Regions from separate parts of the Drosophila melanogaster genome. Here region 2 is linked to region 1. Evidence: chromatin contacts called from public Hi-C data. All regions are on one chromosome and are shown on one strand. Each heading gives the region's core, a stretch centred on a gene start, on an enhancer-like site or on the middle of the called end of the contact. The rest is flanking DNA. Distances are from core to core; before and after follow the strand shown. Region 1 holds the start of kz (kurz). Region 2 holds the start of boi (brother of ihog).

Evidence for each region. A called contact is a pair of places that touch in the nucleus more often than the background predicts.
Region 2: a Hi-C map of the OSC cell line shows a contact between it and region 1, with 1.6 times the contacts expected there. The contact joins the promoter of boi here to the promoter of kz in region 1. A contact is called at or near these places in 4 of 107 Hi-C or Micro-C datasets (the D17-c3 cell line, the ML-DmBG3-c2 cell line, the OSC cell line and 1 more).

Annotation. Positions count from the first base shown.
Region 1 is chrX:2,239,848-2,244,449 of dm6, forward strand. kz (kurz) reads right to left here and starts at 2,188. Exons shown (of 5, transcript NM_057243.4): 1 at 1,981-2,188; 2 at 1,721-1,912; 3 at 1-1,659. The coding sequence starts at 2,055. It overlaps fs(1)K10 (female sterile (1) K10), which reads left to right and starts at 2,291. Exons shown (of 2, transcript NM_058143.4): 1 at 2,291-3,757. The coding sequence starts at 2,462.
Region 2 is chrX:2,468,315-2,473,051 of dm6, forward strand. It overlaps boi (brother of ihog), which reads right to left and starts at 1,729. Exons shown (of 9, transcript NM_166940.3): 1 at 1,577-1,729; 2 at 1,023-1,097. It overlaps trol (terribly reduced optic lobes), which reads right to left. Exons shown (of 38, transcript NM_001297896.2): 37 at 4,638-4,737; 38 at 2,146-2,880. The coding sequence ends at 2,838.

The DNA of each region.
Region 1 (4,602 bases), core at 938-3,437:
GCAGCCATCGGGAACGGGCAGGAAGATGCGGTTTTGCTTCTCCGAGGAGAGGAGCGAGTAGAGCGGCAGGACCCACAGAGGTTGCCTTTGACCAGATCCCATTCCCGACTCATCCTCCAAGCCTAGTTCATCGTCGTTATCCTCTTCTAGTCCCTCCTGCTCATCATCCTCATCCGGCTGCTCGTGCATGTCTGCTTCCGTATCATCACCAGGGAGCTTGTAGTCGTCCAAATTGATTTTGGGTAACGCCATTTGCGCCAAGAACTTTTTCTTAGATTTACGAATATTACGTATAACTCGTTTCATATCAAACTCCAGCTCCTTGGGATCCTCCACAGTCGATGCCGCATCATCTATTGTTTCCTCTTTTTCTTCCTCCGATACCTTTCCATTTTTAGCGACATCCTTGGTTGGCGCATGATGATACGGAAACGTACGTCGCAGCTTGCGCACCAGTTGGTTGACCTCCTGCTGTCCCGTCACAAAAATTAGTATGCCGCCTTCCGGAAGCTTATTATGGATTTTTAAGGTCTTGCGGTAAGCCTCCGCCACATAGTCATCAGGTGTGCGCTTCTGGAAGTGAATAGTCACCGGAAATTGTCGAGCCTCCACTTTAAGCAACGGTGGCGGAATCTTAAACAAGCGAGTATTCTCTGTAAAATCGGATACCCGCAAAGTGGCAGACATAATGATCAGCTTCAGCGGCTGCCCGCGTTTGTGACGCAAGGGCACGATCCTTGACAGGAGACCCACTAGGATGTCTGTGTAAACACTGCGCTCGTGCGCCTCGTCCAGGATGATCACTGAGTACTTACTAAGCAGAAAGTCAGTTTCGATCTCCTTAAGCAACACACCATCTGTCATGAATTTAATGCGCGTCGCTGGTGTTACGTTTCCCTCGAAGCGAATGAGGTATGACACCTCGCTCTCCGGCAGGTTCATCTCGTGGGCCACCCGCTTGGACATGGCAATAGCAGCCACTCGCCGCGGCTCCGTCACTCCAATCATCTTGTGCTGGGCATACCCCGCTTCGTACAGGAACTGCGGTAGCTGGGTAGTCTTTCCAGAGCCAGTCTCACCAGCCACGATCACAATGGGGTTTTCGTTGATTGTCTCCATCACCTGCTGCTCCTCCGCGAGGATAGGCAGTCGAAGACGGGCATTCTGAACTTCTGTTGTCCGATGTACGGGCACATAGACAGTCTGGTGGATACAGGCAGGTGGGTTAGGCTCTGGCTTCAACTTTTTAATGGGTGGTTTAACAGCGATTTGCGGTGGAGCTATAGACACTGGAGTGGGTATGGCAATAGGAGCGGATTGAGCTGGTGCCTCCTCATCGTCCTCATCAGAGGATGAAGAATCTTCGTCATCTTCCTCCACGCTAATTACATTCGGATTCTTTCGCTTGGCCTGTAGTTCCTCCTCCTCTTCGACGAGAAGCTTGCGCTTGGAGCCCTTTATAGCATTTACGCGGAGACCCGACGCCGAGCTTTTTTCAGCTAAAACTTGGGCCTGTCTTTCCTTTTTCTTGGCTAGATACTCGTCAAGGGTGGGTAGACGCTTTAATCCCACGGTTTGCACTTGGCTAATGGAAGTATACTGCTGCAGCTCCTCCTCCGGAATTTGAACGGCAGCAAGGTCACCCAACAGCTGAGCGCGCTAAATTAGAAAAGATTTCAATTAAATATCAGTTTTATATTAGCACTGAATAAAAACCTACACCCTCTTTCTTTTTCTTCTTGTCCACAATAGCCTGGAGGTGCTTGCGCTGCTTCTTGGAAAGGATCTTCACGTGTTGCACTTTGTCCACCTTAATCTTGGTGGCCCGCTTCTCGGAGGGCAGAACCAGAGCGTTGGCCTCATCGTAGCCAACCTGGTTGCCGCCGGCCACAGCATCCACATCGATCTGAATCTGTAGAGTATTGGATTTGGAAAGGGTAAGAAAGCGGATTCGAGTGTGTGGTCCGACGGATGACCTACCTTCTTCACGGCCGAGTTGTCCACAATTGTTTGTGGATTCTGCCGCGCCTTGGCATTGTGCACCTTCTTGCCCATGATTACTTTACTTTACCAATATAGTTAATAAAATAAAGTAACAGAATTAACTTTGGGCAATAATATAAACATTGATTTAAATCACACGTGCGAAGTACGCTTATCGATAACAGCGCAGGCGATAACAAAAGTTGAGATACTCTAAAATGTGCTGTGATGTTACATTTGTGTTAGTGGAAACATACATTAGTGGGAAAAACTGATTGTTATAGTTGTTCACACTCCTTCGACAGCACTGGTATCGAAACGTTATCGCAATCGATTCATCGTAATATTTTCAATATAAGTTTTTGTGACAAATAGGCGTGCAACATTTTAGATCCATCTGCTCCCCGCCTGTCGTTTCGGCTTGGCTCCTCTGCTCGAGTCCTGAACCCCCGTTTTCAGTGAAATCCAGCTACCTGCAATGGTGTCCAAGAACCAATTCTATCAGAACTGGACCATGCAGTCGCAGCAGCAGCACCCGCACCAAATGCAGCAACAGTTTCAGCAACAGCAGCAGCCAAATCTGCAGCACCGCAACAACCAGAGCAACAATAATAATTGCAACAATAATCCCCGCGCAGCTGCGGCTCCGTATAGAAAACCGTTTCGTTCGGGCAAAATTAACTCCGGACCAGGAGGAAATGGGAATGGTAACAGGGTCAACGGTAACAATCAGATGATGTTTTCCTCCAGCCAAATGCCGAGCGATCCCCTGTACATTGACTTCAGCAGCCCGCCACCAGGATTCAAACACAATCAGGTAGGCAGTCCCAAGAAGAAGTCTATGAAGGGCATCAAACAGCAGCAGCATCCCAGTCCGAACCAGCAGCAGCCTCCCAGTCCGAACCAGCAGCAGCATCCCAGTCCGAACCAGCAGCAGCATCCCAGTCCGAACCAGCAGCAGCATCCCAATTCGAACCAGCAGCAGCATCTCAGTCCGAACCAGCAGCAGGGCAAGATGAACAACCAGAACAACAATCATATGAACCAGTCGCAGCAGCCCTTCAACAATCAGATGAACGGAAGCGATTGGCAGCGCCATCCGGGCAACAATCCCAATCAGATTCGCGGTGGCTTTAATGGATTCCAACGCGGGCCGCCTCCGAACCGTCCTCCTCCACGCCTCATGATGGGTCCGCCAATGGGTCCGATGGGCCCCGGACCACGGGGACCCGGACCGATGGGCCCTGGAGGACCTTACCCGCAAATGCCTTTCCCGCCACCGGTGCCTGGTATGCGCGGTCCCGGACCCATGGGCCCCATGGGTGGACCACCACCGCCGCCGCCACCGCTCTTTATGCGTCGCAACGGACCCGGTCCAGGTCCTATGATGGGTGTCCCACCGCCCATGCACATGATGGGTCCACGGATGCCGCCGCGGGGAATTCCACCGGTCGGACCTTATGGACCAATGAACATGAATGGCGGCCGGATAATGAAGCCCAATCCCAAGCTAATCAAGCAGGTGGTGAAAGGCAAGAGCAGCATAAAGACACTAAAGAACCTGATCAATCAGTATCCCATCGAAAAGCCCTGGGTAACGGACGAGATACGCAGCGAGCACGACAAGAAGGTGGACATCGAGAACAGATTGAAGGGCCACAAAGACGACGAGCTCTTCGCTCAGTACAAGGGCCAGCGGGACAAGTTCGTTAGTCTCTACGAAGCGGCGCGGGAAGAGTATCTCAAGCAGGAGGCAGCCACTGTCAAGGCCAAGGTGAGCATATAGAGACCCCCCAACATATCCTTATTCCCTTGGAACAGGTGTCCCATCCGAAGCTCTATTCAGGGAGGCACACCGATTCCGGGTACAGTTTCGGCTTAATCCGGAATCACTTTGCACCCCTGATTTGATCCGTAACCCCCACCCGTCCCTCTTTGTTGCGTTTGCCGGGCGGTAGGAAAAAAATAAGAGAGCAGAGAAAGTGAAAAAGTAAGTCTCAACCTGATGCACTCTCTCGCATTATCCTGCAGTCCTGCGGAAGGTTGTTGTCATATCTATTTTCACCTTCGGTTGTTCCCTTGGCACTGATATATATCCGCAAAAGAGAAACTATTGGCATATATTTACAACCATAGATTTATTAGGAACTGAACAAAATTGTGTAACTATTTAGAACTGCAATACAATGTGTTTACTGCCACCTTGTATACAAATTTAAAAAACTAATAGAATTTTGTACTGTTCGATCGTGGCAGGCGTAGTAGATTCATAAATGCACTCTTAGTAACTTAATATTCTTAATTGAACGAGCCTCAGTACTGAATCCTATGGCTGTTTTCATTTTCCAATTTGGTTGGCATGTGAAAAGCGAACTTAATGAATTTTAAACTGCCAGAACATCAATTTAGTTACTTAATTAGCAGATATAACCCAACTTATGAAACTCATTGCATATGAAATGATAATGATTTGAGTGATTAATGTTCGTGGGCGTAGTTATCTGGAAATAGCCAAGAGAAGTTCGCAGAATGCATTTAATAGCGAAAACAGATCTGAGAGCTCTTTTTACACACTCAACAACCTTGCTATTGAACACCGTTGGCAATTCTCGTATTTCT
Region 2 (4,737 bases), core at 479-2,978, 230 kb after region 1:
CAACAACGAGACAAAGGCTCTCTGACCATTCCGATTCCCATTCCCCTTTGGCCTTCCATCCCTTTTTTGGCCTGCAGAATGAGACGACGACACTTGGCTTGATTTTTATTGTTGGGCTTTTCCCCCGGCCCTTTGATTTATTGTTAGCGGGAACGGGCTGGAAAATGGGAATGCTCTCCGGTTTCAGGTTTGGCATTGGTATTGGTTTTAGTTTTGGTTTTGGCCAAGTGTCCGGTTCCCTGAATGCATCTATGTATCTCTATCTCTCTTCTCCCAGATGATCTTGTTCTGCGACCAGCTGCCTGTTGCATTCCGCTCGCTCACCTCTTGCCAATGGCAACAGAAATGTGCGTGCTTAAGCTACAGGTGGACTTGGCAAACGACGGACTGTGGAGACTGTAGAAACTGGTGGTTATGTTCCGCGCATACAACAACAAAAAAAAAACAAAAAAAAACTCTTGAGAAAAGTTAAGTTCTGCAAAGAATTATAATAATTGTTTCACATATTGGTCTAAGGATCTCCACATTACGGAGGGCCCACTGTAGTTGTGCAACCTCTCCCGATCCCCCATCCCATTCCCAACTTGGGGTTCTATTCTGGTGCACGGCACATAGACAGTTCATTAATGTTATCAACGAGCAAAAAGGGGAATGAAGGATGGTCTTGGGACCCCTGCCACCTCGGATGACAGGTTTGGTTGTGCACTTTTCTGGTTTATGTACGCGCTGGATTTGATGTGCAACACTTGTTGTTATTTTGTGATTTTGTTGGGGGCCCGCTGACACATAAGAGTAACGGCAATTGGCAATTGGCCATTGGCCATCGCCTGTTGGCCAAAAAAGGACATGGCCACATGACCATCGCGAAAAACTTGTCAACTGGAATCGATCGATATGGCAGTGGTAATTCCGGGGAAGGGGGTTTCTCTGATTTACCGACATTTACGGACTGCACTGACCAGATGAACTACTTTCGAGACACTGGCCACTGGCCATTGGCCATTTACCGTTGCAAAACTCACCTGTTGACTGAAACCTCGAAGGGCAGCTAAATCCTCTATCCAAATCCAATTCCAATCTGCGCCGCTTGTCGCACTCTAAACGAACGGTAAATATTTTGATTAGATTTTGATCACTGGTCGCAGCATTCTTGCGATTTTCCCATCACATAAGAAACAAGCAGTAAAAGAACAATGAGAGCCGAGAGAAAAGGCAGTCCAAATAACAGAAACCCATTAAAATGTTATGGCATTTTCAAAGCCTTTCGAACACACACACACATGCACACACTCGAGAACAGGGCGATTGGCATCGGCTTAAATCGAATTTCTGGGGATATGGAGATCACTTCTCGACGGACATTCGCCAAGTATTGATGTTCCGCCAGGGCATAATTTATAGTTATTAGGTGTTTCCTACGCGACGCCGCTGCCTTTTTAGCCGGCTGCCGTTATAAAAATAAAAACAAACTTGGCACACGCACTTTTCTCGCTCTCGCTCGTTCTCTCTCTCGCTCTCTCTTTCTTTGCACTTCCTAATTTGAATGCACCTCAAGGGCAGCCGAACCAGCACTCACAGGGATTTAGAACAGCCAAAAAAAAGGTAAACAAATAACCGTTATTAGCACGACGATTTTATTTTGAGATATATATTCAAATATAACTCTGTTATAGTTTCGCGCAGACTCCGCACACACGTCTTTCTTGCTCGGCGGCGCGAAGCGAAGTGAGCCAAGTAACGTAATGTAGTACTTATATCAATTCGTGCATACTTTTGGGCGCGCTTCGAAAATCTTGATGAGAAAGAGCAGAGAACCAAGAGAGAAACCAAAAGAGAACATTTTGAAGTTGTCTTCTTTCTTCTCTTTTGTTGTAATGTAATTGAATTCTTCTCTTCTCTTACAATTTTGAATTTGCTTGATCGGGAGGAGGCCACTGTATTTTGATATTACAAATGAATTATAACGGAAGTCGGAACTAATGATTGTTGTGAGCATACCTTTTAAGTTTTATAATGAGTATAATAAATACCTTTATTCTGAATCCTTAATCCTTAATCTTAATCGTTAATAGAGATGAAGATGATCTATGGAAATGATGATTTATGAATGAAGAACTCCTCCCACAATTAAACACATTCCAGACTGTTGTTGATTTCATTTTAATATATCTTCTGCATTCGCTTTTATCCACTCAACGGTTTTCGCTCGTTCACAATAGTTGCATTCTTAGTAATTCATTTATCATTATATGTATGTAGGTGTATTATCAATTGGTTTTTAATCAATAACGTGGTCTTGTATGTGTGTAGGGCCAATTTTCGATCTCCAACTTTTTACACTGGGCTGGCAAAAAAAGAGTCGTAGTCATAGGTATAAGCTAGAGACTAAAATTATGATTAAAATGCCTTCACTATTGTGGATTTTGTGGTTGCAGTTGGCTAGTATGCGTTGTTGTTGCTCGAGTTAGTTAGTAAGTTCTTAGGGTTCTAGGCTTTAACTGTATTTTCTGTATTATTTTGCATTAGTTGCATTATTGTATCTGTTTCGTTTCACTTCTTGCATGGCGTTTTTGTTAAATAAATGTTTGTGATATTTTCGCATTTTTCCTTGCTACAATCTTTAACTTAGACTTAAGGATCGAAGAAGCAATTGTAGTTGAAGTGATCGTTTCTCTTTTGTTTTTGTTTTTTTTATATTATGTGTAAGTGATATAATATTCAATTTTTGTGGATTTTCTTGGGCTTATGCATATGTTGTATATATAAAAATTGTTGTTCGTTTTGTTTCATTTGTTAATGTTTAATTAAAAAGCTAGTTTCGGCTGTTGGTTGTGTCCTCAGACGACTGGCGGTTCGGTTCCTCCCAGTGGATCGTCGTTACTAATTAAATAAAATGAAGAAACGAGAGAAATTGTAAATAAATTAAAAAAATAAAAACTTGTAATTAAAAAATTATTATAAAAAATTATTATAAAATCAAATGTGTGCGGTCTAACTTTAATAAATACATTACTTATATTTGATAAAATTTGATAAAAGCCTCGCCAAACTGCATTTTCAGACTTTGCCTCAACGCGAAGAAGAACTATGGTTTTCTTCGTACACTCAATGTCAATGTAAATTTGAATTTATAACTTCTTACATGCCATATTATTATTTTATTGACATATATTATATTATTTTAAATAATTGGGAAACTATGCATCTCAGAACTACCCATCTTTATAAGAACATCTAGCTAATAAGCTTGGATAATACACAGCTGTATCAAATAATAACGTAGTCAGCTTTTTGAGATCTGGTAAAATTATATATAATTTTATAATTGTTTCATATGGTTTATAGGTATTCCTTGCTGGTAACAATAATAATAGTATTCATAGATATGGTCACAAAGCAGAGTACATTTCGACTACATTGAGCTAAAGCTACCGTATCTCAGGATAGATTGCACAGATATCTGTTTTAAGGGTTTTTCCTATAGGATATGGTTACGTTGAACTACCTATCTATGCAAGAGTTTTCTACCTATAGATAACTGGTGTTCGGGTATGATCAAATATATAGCTTTAGAGTTGTGTGACCTGAGCTTGGCTTCGAAAGGAGTACAATCCAGTAAGAATTGGCTAATACTAGATAGGATCTGTAACAATACCATATGTGTGAACTCCGCATATGTCTGATTTGGTGCTAACTATTTAACTAGGAAAAAAAAACTCTTATGTATTTAATGTCCTTTATGATAGCTTAATATAGTCGATTATCTATTTTACTTTATCCGGCTGCCGTTCTAATATACTTTGTATAATATAACATGATATTCTTCAATGATATGGCACGATAATTTCAATGGTAACACCTTCAAATGTATTTGACTATATTGTAAATGGATTAGGATATGCTGCTATGACACTTGTTATACCTATATTTGGAATGACTAAAGACTTTCAAAACCTAAGAGATACTCAAACGGTTTTAAATATTGTACTGCAGACACATGTCTACACAGATTTAAATTTAAAACATCATAGGTTGATTTTGATTTTATTTTTAAGAGTAAAGAGCCCTTTATGGGCTTTAAACGATCTAGCTAAAACAGCTCAAATATTATGTTGCCACATGGACTTGAGAAGTGTCATAGCCGCCCTTATATTAGGTTAACAAAAATGGAACAAAATTCCTTTTATGTTTATGTAAGGGGTACAGTTTCCACAGTCAACTGATGGCGATTAACGATTTCGCCTTATGATTCGATGTCATTTCCGTTACAACACTGGCTATACTAGCTTAGCTTGGAGCGGGCAATAGACACAAGGATATCACCGATAACCGATAACTAAAAATTAGTATCGATAAGGAAAGTGATAGTGGTAGTACCACTCGGGGAGCCTTGTTGGTGGGAAACTCGTTGATTTTGGGACGCGGATATAAGATATGCACCGGTGGTGGTTGATCCAGCTCGTCGAAGAAACTGAGATCCTTGCCAATCACGTGGTGGTCCATAACTACATTAGTATCGATCTCCTGGTGCACAAGGCTAGAAGGACTCCATAGACTAGTCGCAGGCATAGGATTGATAAGTGGCAAAGCCTGGGATTTTCTTTTCTGGATTTTAGCTTAGATTTAGGCTTACTTACGCGGGACAGACGTTGGCATTCACTCCGTTAACGGCAGCAGAACTAAGATTAATTTGGCCCACAGTTTCGCCCTCGACGACCACAATGCAGCCGTTCAAAT